2 separate regions of the Mus musculus genome follow, and region 2 is linked to region 1. The links are chromatin contacts, called in public Hi-C maps. All regions are on one chromosome and are shown on one strand. The core of a region is the stretch at or near the end of the contact, and the rest is flanking DNA. Distances in the headings are between cores, read along the strand shown.

The links. Hi-C and Micro-C count contacts between places; a contact is called where the count stands out from the background.
Region 2: a Hi-C map of bone marrow-derived macrophages shows a contact between it and region 1, with 35 read pairs. The contact joins two enhancer-like sites. A contact is called at or near these places in 4 of 15 datasets of contacts at CTCF or cohesin (CD8 T cells, the NIH/3T3 cell line, embryonic stem cells and 1 more), 2 of 484 Hi-C or Micro-C datasets (bone marrow-derived macrophages and nephron progenitors) and 2 of 115 datasets of contacts at active chromatin or transcription factors (embryonic stem cells and stem cell-derived neural progenitor cells).

Annotation. Positions count from the first base shown.
Region 1 is chr1:73,898,480-73,903,109 of GRCm38.p6, forward strand. No RefSeq gene overlaps it. Among named protein-coding and RNA genes, the nearest start is that of 6030407O03Rik, 36 kb to the left of the region's middle. Within about 2 kb of position 3,237, at least 40 of the 459 cell types and tissues checked have an H3K27ac peak or open chromatin away from gene starts, as enhancers often do. A contact at or near this core is called in bone marrow-derived macrophages, where this site is marked.
Region 2 is chr1:74,051,362-74,056,337 of GRCm38.p6, forward strand. All of the region lies in intron 3 of Tns1 (tensin 1), which reads right to left. Among named protein-coding and RNA genes, the nearest start is that of Gm39664, 23 kb to the left of the region's middle. Within about 2 kb of position 1,855, at least 57 of the 459 cell types and tissues checked have an H3K27ac peak or open chromatin away from gene starts, as enhancers often do. A contact at or near this core is called in bone marrow-derived macrophages, where this site is marked.

The DNA of each region.
Region 1 (4,630 bases), core at 1,987-4,486:
AGAGTTCTATCAGACCTTCAAAGAATTCCAACTCTCCTCAAACTATTCCACAAAATAGAAACAGAAGGTACTCTACCCAATTAATTCTATGAAGCCACAATTACTCTAATACCTAAACCACACAAAGATCTAACAAAGAAAGAGAACTTCAGACCAATTTCCCTTATGAATATCGATGTAAAAATACTCAATAAAATCCTCACAAACTGAATCCAAGAACACATCAAAAGGATCATCTATCATGATCAAGTAGGCTTCATCCCAGGGATGCAGGGATGGTTTAATATACAGAAATCCATCAACGTAATCCACTATATAAACAAACTCAAAGACAAAAACCACATGATCGTCTCGTTAGATGCTGAGAAAGCATTTGACAAAATCCAACACCCCTTCATGATAAAAAGTCTTGTACAGATCAGGAATTTTTATTATGTTTAAGCCTATGCTTAAACATAATAAAAAGCAACGTACAGCAAACCAGTAGCCAACATCAAACTAAATGGAAAGAAATGCAAAGCAATCCCGCTAAAATCAGGGACTAGACAAGGCTGCCCACTTTCTCCCTACCTATTCAATATAGTACTTGAAGTCCTAGCCTGAGCAAATCAACAACAAAAGGAGATCAAGAGGATACAAATTGGAAAGGAAGAAGTCAAAATATCACCATTTGAAGATGATATGATAGTATATATAAGTGACCCTAAAAATTCCACTAGAGAACTCCTAAACCTGATAAACAGCTTCAGTGCAGTAGCTGGATATAAAATTAACTCAAACAAATCAATGGCCTTTCTTTACACAAAGGATAAACAGGCTGAGAAAGAAATTAGAGAAACAACACCCTTCACAATAGTTACAAATAATATAAAATACTATGGTGTAATTCTAAGGATGTGAAAGATCTGTATGATAAGAACTTCAAGTCTCTGAAGAAAGAAATTGAAAAGGATCTCAGAAGATAGAAAGATCTCTCACGCTCATGGATTGGCAGGATAAATATAGTCAAAATGGCTATCCTGCAGAAAGCAATCTCCAGATTCAATGCAATCCCTATCAAAATTCCAACTCAATTCTTCAATGAGTTAGAAAGGGCAATTTGCAAATTCATCTGAAATAATAAAAAACCTAGGATAGCAAAAACTATTCTCAACAATAAAAGAACCTCTGGTGGAATCACCGAGCCTGACCTCAATCTGTACTACAGAGCAATTGTGATAAAAACTGCATGGTACTAATACAGCAACAGACAGGTAGATCAATGGAATAGAATTGAAGACCCAGAAATGAATCCACACACCTATGGTCACTAGATCTTTGACAAGGGAGCTAAAACCATCCAGTGGAAAAAAAGAACATTTTCAATGAATGGTGCTGGCACAACTGGCGGTTATCATGTAGAAGAATGCAAATTGATCCATTCTTATCTCCTTGTACAAAGCTCAAGTCTAATCGGATCAAAGAACTCCACATAAAACCAGAGACACTGAAATTTATAGAGGAGAAAGTAGGGAAAAGCCTCAAAGATATGGGCACAGGGGGAAAATTCCTAAACAGAACAGCAATGGCTTGTGCTGTAAGATCAAGAATTGACAAATGGGACCTCATGAAATTCCAAAGTTTCTGTAAGGCAAAAGACACAATCAATAAGACAAAAAGGCCAAGGATATGGAGAAAGAGGAACACTCCTCCATTGTTGGTGGGATTGCAAGCTTGTATAACCACTCTGGAAATCAGTCTGGCGGTTCCTCAAAAAATTGGACATAGTACTACCAGAAGATCCCACAATACCTCTCCTGGGCATATATCCAGAAGATGTTCCAACTAGTAATAAGGACACATGCTCCACTATGTTCATGGCAGCCTTATTTATAATAGCCAGAAGCTGGAAAGAACCCAGATGTCCCTCGACAGAGGAATGGATACAGAAAATGTGGTACATTTACACAATGGAGTACTGCTCAGCTATTAAAAACAATGAATTTATGAAATTCTGGGGCAAATGGATGGACCTGGAGGGCATCATCCTAAGTGAAGTAACCCAATCACAAAAGAAGTCACTTGATATGCACTCACTGTTAGAATACCCAAGATACAATTTGCAAAACACATGAAACTCAAGAAGAAGGAAGACCAAAGTGTGGATACTTCATTCTTCCTTAGAATAAGGAACAAAATATCCACGGAAGGAATTACAGAGACAAAGCTAAGAAGAAAGGATGGACCATCCAGAGACTACCCCACCCGGGGACCCATCCCATAATCAGACACCAAACTCAGACACTATTGCATATGCCAGCAAGATTTTGCTGAAAGGACCCTGATATAGCTGTCTCTTGGGAGGCTATGCCAGTGCCTGGCATACACAGAAGTGGATGCTCACAGTCAGCTATTGGATGGAACACAGGACCCCCAATGGAGGAGCTAGAGAATTACCCAAGGAGCTGAAGGGGTCTGCAACCCTATAGGTGGAACAACAATATGAACTAACCAGTACCCCCAGAGCTCGTGTCTCTAGCTGTATATGTAGCAGAAGATGGCCTAGTTGGCCATCATTGGGAAGAGAGGCCCCTAGGTTTTGCAATCTTTATATGCTCCAGTACAGGGAAATGCCAGGGCCAAGAAGTGGGAGTGGGTGGGTAGGGGAGCAGGGTGGGGGGAGGGTATAGGGAACTTTCGGGATAGCATTTGAAATGTAAATAAAGAAAATATCTAATAAAAATCTTTTTTAAAAAAAGAAAGAAAACAAATCCTACCCAGATATGACACCTAGCCACCTCACCCTCTCTAGCATAATAACCCTGAGCGCAGTTGTGGCACCAATAAGTTGAAAGAAAAGACTTAATAGAGGTGAGGAGAAAACCCAGGGATGTTCAGAAGCCACACTTAAGGAGAAATGACAACAGCCGGGACATTGCATGCCCAGTGTGACAAGGGCACTGTTGTTCTTCTCTGACTCCTGCATTGATGGTGGAGGGCACAGGCCATGCCCTGTTCATCTCACATCCTGGGATGCTGGCACAGGGTTGCATCATGCCAGGAACCTGCATGTGACCTTTGCTGCTCTCATTAGTTGTCTTGGACCCTAAGACTCTCTAGAGGAAATCACGCTTATTGTAGTGAGTCACAAGGCAGTGTCTCTGGGAGCCCTACCCTCTGCTCCTAGATGCTGTGCACAAATGAGCCTGACAGAAGTAGATCTCATCTTCTGGCTTCTTCTGAGTTGAAGTACCAAGATATTGCCACAAGGGGGCACTGTCCCCCTTCCCACGCCACTGCAGCTCTGAAAACTGGTTCCTTTCAGTCTAGGTGAAAGAGTCACTCTGCGTTTCTAAAGGAGGGTAACCTGCTGTGACTAGATAGTAAGCCACCACTGGGTGGTTGGTGGATATCAGCTTGAGCTTGCACAAGCTGCCTCCTTAGCTTCTCCTTCCCTGAGCATCCTGTCGACTCGTGCACTTTTTGAACCCAGAGCATCGACAGACCCTCCGGAGCCTGGTGATGCAGGATGCTGGCTTCTCAGTACCGTCTTGGGTTTTTTTTCCAGCTGCTGCTACCGAGGTCAAGTTTTCTTATGCAGCTCAATCCCAGGCCTGGATTCTCCAAGTGCATCCTGGAGATGGTAACCAGCCCTCCCAACCTCCTCATGGCCCTTCTAGAATTACTTGCCCTGATCTGTGGACCAGCCAAAGCTTCAATCATAGAGGGCCAACTGTAGGCTGGCTGCAGGAGGATGGACAGACAGACCTTGCCTATCCAGGAAGTGAGTTTATATTATAGGCAATGCTGGGCTAGGAAGTACCAGAGATGCCAACCCAGAGACTCATGGTAAAGAGGCCATAAGTAGCCCCCAGTCATTGACTGCCTATCCAGGGCTCCTCACTGGCTCCTGCCACCTCAGTGGACTCCAGCATGAAGGCTGAAGTTGGAATTGGGAATTGAGTGGGGGGGGGGGGTGCGGGGGCGGTGTGAAGCTGGCTCAGCAACTGCCCACTTTTACTTCCTCTTGGAAGAGCCGCAACTTCCTATTTGGCCACTGGAGGGCGCCTTGGGATCATGAAAACGCTATAAAATGTTAACCAACGTGGACTTGAGGGCCTAGACGAGAAAAGGACTTCAGACTGAGCCCTGTCTGATCATTCCAGATGTTCTCCGCATTCTGAAAGCCATCCTTTCTCATTCCAGAAGATCCTTGGAAAGAGACGGTCCTGCGGTTTCCACTCCCCCCCCTCAGCAACTGTAGCTAGCTTGGTCTACTGATGCTTCTTCCAGTGGGCACTAAGGAAGGTTGCCTGGGAGACCCGCATGAACGAGAAACATGGATCCAGACCCAGAGACTAGCGTGGGAGAAGCAGACAGGAAATGAAAAATGGAGGTGCTGGCATGCGGAGACTGGGCTGGGGCCGGGAGGGACGGAAGTGGGAGTTTGCCAGCCATTCTTACAGGTTGCAAGCCTCCATGGAGATTAAAAAAAGAATGAATGAATTGATTAATTAATCAATTCATTCATTCATTAATTTTTAAAAACAGCACCCCATCTCTAGTATCTTCTTACCTGGCCCAGCTACCACCTCCCAGATCCAGTCTAGGATTCTGGGTTAGGAGAGGCAAGGAGGAACTGGAGAAGAGG
Region 2 (4,976 bases), core at 605-3,104, 150 kb after region 1:
GTCTCCCTGGCATGTGAGCAACAACCAGGCTGGGAGAGCAGGGGCAGGGCTGGCAGTGAACCTGCAGGGGAGCAGGGCACCATGGAAACACAGCTCAGAGGTGGGCTTCTCACTCCATCCCCCCCCCTTAGCCAGGCCCATACCCTGCACAGCAGCTGGCTGTGCTTCTCAGAGCTGAGTGACCCATGGCCAGCCCCTCCACCACTGCCCACTGGCCATGCTCTGAGCAACATCCTTACATGGACATCTCGAGGACTGATGCTCATTGGGTGAGCATCCAAAGCAGCAGGAACTTCCCCTCCCTGCCGACTCTCCCCAAGATGCTGTTCTACCCCCACTCCTACTCCTCAAGGCAGCACAACCAAGGCCAGACATAGACTCCTGATTTCACCGTTTGAGAGTCTGCAGGGAGGAAGGCTTGGAGGACAGCTGGAATTAGGGACCTGTAGAAGAAAGTGATCACACCTCATCAATTGATTGGCAAGTAGTTAAAGGTGATAACACAGGTTAGCCTTGCAGCTGACCTAGGTTCCAGAAAGCATCCTTTCCAAGTCCTTCTGCCTGACCCAGAGCAACTGAGAGAGACAAGACGCTTTTAAGATAATCAGTGAAAATTGAACACAGACCCGGTAGAAGCTGATCTCAAGAAAGTATTATTAACGATGTTAACTGGGCTAATGGTATTACCACAATGTTAAAATAAAAGGTCCTTATCTGTTAACAACACACACAGAAGTATTAAAGATGATATCATGTCTGGGGCTTGCTTTAAAAACACACTCCAGCCAAAAGTAAACAAATAAATGCAGGGAGCAGAGGGTTGGGGAAGAGAAGAAATAAAAACAGCACAAAACCAATGGTTGCTGAGCAGAGAGACCAGGGGTCGTTGTAAGAGTCTTGCTCCATGTGTATATGGTTTAAATCCCCCACTTTAAAAAGGGGGAATGGAGTTGGAGGCTGGGGTGCATATTACTTGGAAGAGTGCTTGCCTAGCGTACATGAACCTCTGGGTTCAATCCCCAACCCCGGATAAACTGGCCATGATCCCAGCACCCTGGAAGTGGAGGCAGGAAGACCAAGGATGCAAAAAGTACATGAGATCCTGTTTCAAAAACAACAATAACAAAAGAAACTCTCTCTTTCTCTCTCTCTTTCTCTCTCTCTCTCTCTCTCTCTCTCTCTCTCTCTCTCTCACACACACACACATACACACACACACACACACACACATGTAATTGTTTACACATGTAACAAGTTTACGAATCCTATCCCTCAGAATAAGTGAAAATTAACAAGCCTTTTACACACACAGCACTGATACCAGTGTGCAACAGCCAAGTTCTGTGGGGAGAGAGATATGCGTGGCTATCGTTGGGACACCCACAAACTCTCTTGAGATCCCCATGTGGGACATCTATACACAAACAGACCACCTCTACCTAAGCCCTCACCTGCACCCTGAACATGCAAGCATATGGCTTCCCCAGGGCCATGAGCCACATAGAGGAGGCCAGAGGGTGGGCAGCCACAAGGAAAATGAGGAGGCAACTAGAATCCCCACCGCCATTTCTCCAGAGCAGCTCTGCCCCAGCTCTCCATCTCCAGTCCCCAAACCTCTCTGGAAGAAAGATGCCATTGTAACCATTTCACAGAGGGGAAGGTTTAGTGGAGGGAGGTGCTGGGGCCTAGGCAGCAGCAAAGCTAGAATTTGAACTTGTCTCTCCCATGTCTAAGGAATCTTTCAGACAAGCCAGAGATTAGTGTAGCAAGAGTCAGATACCCAGAGCGGGACTGGAGCAAGGATGGCTTCAGAAAGATGACAGACAGGAAGTGACCTGTGGGAGGCAGACAAGGAACAGAAAGACAGAAGGACCGGACCATACAGGCTGGGGGAGTCTAGAAAGCTACCACTCACATGGGGAAAGTCAGCAGAAAGGGGAAGATCAGGAAGAGAACTGAAAGTTAGGAAGAAAATTTGTGCTTAGAGCCAGAAATAGGCACCAACTCAGTGTGAGAACTGGTTCCCAGATGCTCCCAGAAGTGCTAGGTGTTAGTCAGATGTGCCCAGTTAGCATGCAGGAGAACCCAGTGTCCTACATCTGATGGGGAAGTGTTGATAAAGGGTGTTTTCTCTTGCACTCAAAGGCACCAGACACATCCTGACACTCGCCTAGGCTCCAGTTGGGGTGGGACCACAAGGATGTCCCATGGCTCTCAGCCCTGACAGAGCTCACCCTTCTCTCCTGACATCCAATGCCCAAGGGTCACCAGGCTAAGAGAGTCTGGTTCCCATCTTAGCATCTTCTCTCAGGTCTGTGGGTCCTGAGTGTGGGTTGACCTAGACTGAAGTCAAGCTGAGGCATGTGACATGAGCATCGCCGAGGTCCTGTCACCACCCACTTCTTAGCTGTGGTACTGGACAGGCAGCTGTACTTCTCAGACCCTCAGAGACCCTTCCTCCTCACTGGATCTTTCCCGTTCACGCTAAAACTGGAATAGTATTTTTAAAAAATAGCAACTTTTCTCACGGGAGTATTTCGAGAATTTCTTGACAGGATCTATAGAAAGTGGTTAATGCGAAACTTGGTGCCTGGTTGCTTAATAAATAATAAGCATATCTATTATTACTACGATTGGTTTTCAGATCTGGGCCCTTTAGCACTCAGGCCTCTGCAAAGACTGGCTGAGTAGATCCAGAAGGGTAGGCAGCAGCCTCAGACAGGACCAAGGAGGCAGCTAGATGCTCTGAGGGTGGAGGGCTGCCCTGGCCTCCTCAGCTCCAGGAATGTGAGGCGGCTGGTGGAGGGGTGGGGGGGACATGCCTGGACGCTGAGGTCAGGCAGTGTGTGTTTTTATCGTCATCCTCACGTGTGAGCTAGGGAGGAGGGGGGAGGGGGACAAGAGAAGCAGCCGCAGGGAGCACTGTGCATTACCACTCTGTCTAGCCCCCATCCAACCCTGCACCCTACATTGAGGTCCGAGGGCCCCACCAGACCTCTTCGGCCTCCCTGTTTGGGAGGTTGCAGCTTACACACACACACACACACACACACACACACACACACACACACACACACACCATTCACCAGGCTCTTCACAGTAGCCCAGCTCAACAGGCAAGATTTCCCTTGTCCCTGCTTAACAGATAAGAAAACAAGAAGCTGGTACAGTCGAGCCTGCAGCCCAGAGATGCTCACAGACCGGACTCCCATCTCCCAGTCACCAGCCCTGAGTCTGGGCTCACAGAAGAACATAGGAGTGGAAATAATAGATGCCTGCTCTGTGGGCAGAGCAGGCCTCCCATGCTGTTCTACCCAAGGTCAAGAGCAGCCAGCAAGGACTCCAGGGTTCTCCATTCAGCCTGTCACTGCCCCTAAGTCACACTTATCACCAGTGCAGAGTGGCCTAACTCTTCCTCGGTCTCCACTCCCAACACTCTGGAGATCTCATTGAAGAGGACCCAGCAGTACCTCCTTTGCCTTGGGGTCCCCTCAGCCTCCTCCCATAGGAAGGTCTGCCTCAGAGCTAAGACAACTCCCTCTTGTCCACTTAGAGTGCCCTCGTGAAGAGTAAAAGAACCACCAGGTTACTCTTGGTGATAAAAATCACCGGGTGACTCCTCTGTGTGACCATTTCTGATGTCTATCCCTCTCCTATACCTCTAACCACTCAAAGCCTCAGTCTCCTCTTACATGAAAGGCCACTGGCCCACAGTAAGGTAGCAAGATGCTGTTACTATTTGATGTGTAATGTCCCCACAAGCTCGGTGTTTTGGCCTTGTTCTCAGCTTGTGAGGTTGTTGGGAGCGGGGGTGGGGATTCTCATGCTGGTGAGGCAAGGTGGGAGAGTGGGTCACTAGGAGTGTGGCTTTTAAGGCTAAACCCCTGGTTTCTGCCTTGCTCTCCGCTTCTTTGCCTACTATAATGTGAATAGCCTTCTGCCGCACAACACTACTGGCAAAAACTAATTTGTTCCAACTAATTTGTTACACCTTCCCAGTCATAATGTATTGAAACCCTCTAAAAACCATGAGCCAAAATGGAATGTTCTTGCTTTGTGTTATTTCACTCAGGTGCTGTGGCCCCAGCAACATGAAAGTAACCAATACAGAAATCAAAGTCCTATGGGAGGGGTGATTAGATATATTTAAAGTTCTTCCCTTACATAGCACAGCGTCTCTTTCTCCCAAGTTCCCATGGTACCATTCTAGCCTTTGGGAAAATCAGGCCCCTGAAGAACTGCAGGGAGCTCTGTCCAGTCAGAAGGGCAGCTGGCTCTCCCACTAGTTCACACCCCAGAAGGTCCCTCTGGTTCTCTAGGTCACATCCACCACCACCTCAGCGTCTTCCTCAAGTTACACTTACATATCCACACAGTCACCTGCCACATGACCACAATTCCTGCCGGGGATCCGTGGTAAACCACCTCGGTCTCTCTGCTTGGTCTCTCTGGTCCCAAGCTGATCAGACCAGAAAGAGGAACTGACAGACTACTTCAGCCCTCATGGGAAAGAAGGGCAGTATAGCTGTGTCCCCAGAAAGAAAGACAGTTATTCCAACTTGGGGTTGTCCCTTCCCAAAGCTGGAAGCAGCTGAAAATCTACCCTGTGAGGGGACACTGTCACTCCCCTTCAAACATGGCCATGAAAATCCCGCTGACTCCACACATGCCAATTATCAGCAGGATTTCTCACATTCTAGGGATGAAAGGAAGGACTGGCTATGCCCAGATCCCATCTAGAAGCCTAGGCACACTAGACCTGAATTCCTTATTTCTTTCCCAATTTGGCCCTGTACCCTGATCCCTTCCACTCTTGGTGACACAAAACAGCTCGGTTTCCTTAGAGCAAGGTGAGTATGTACAATGGTGAGTTCTACACCACCATGGCAGGCTGTTCCCAGGGAGTGAATCAAACACAATCTGGGCAGTACTGTGATGCACGTTATAGATATGAGTGGAACCTACAACCAGATACC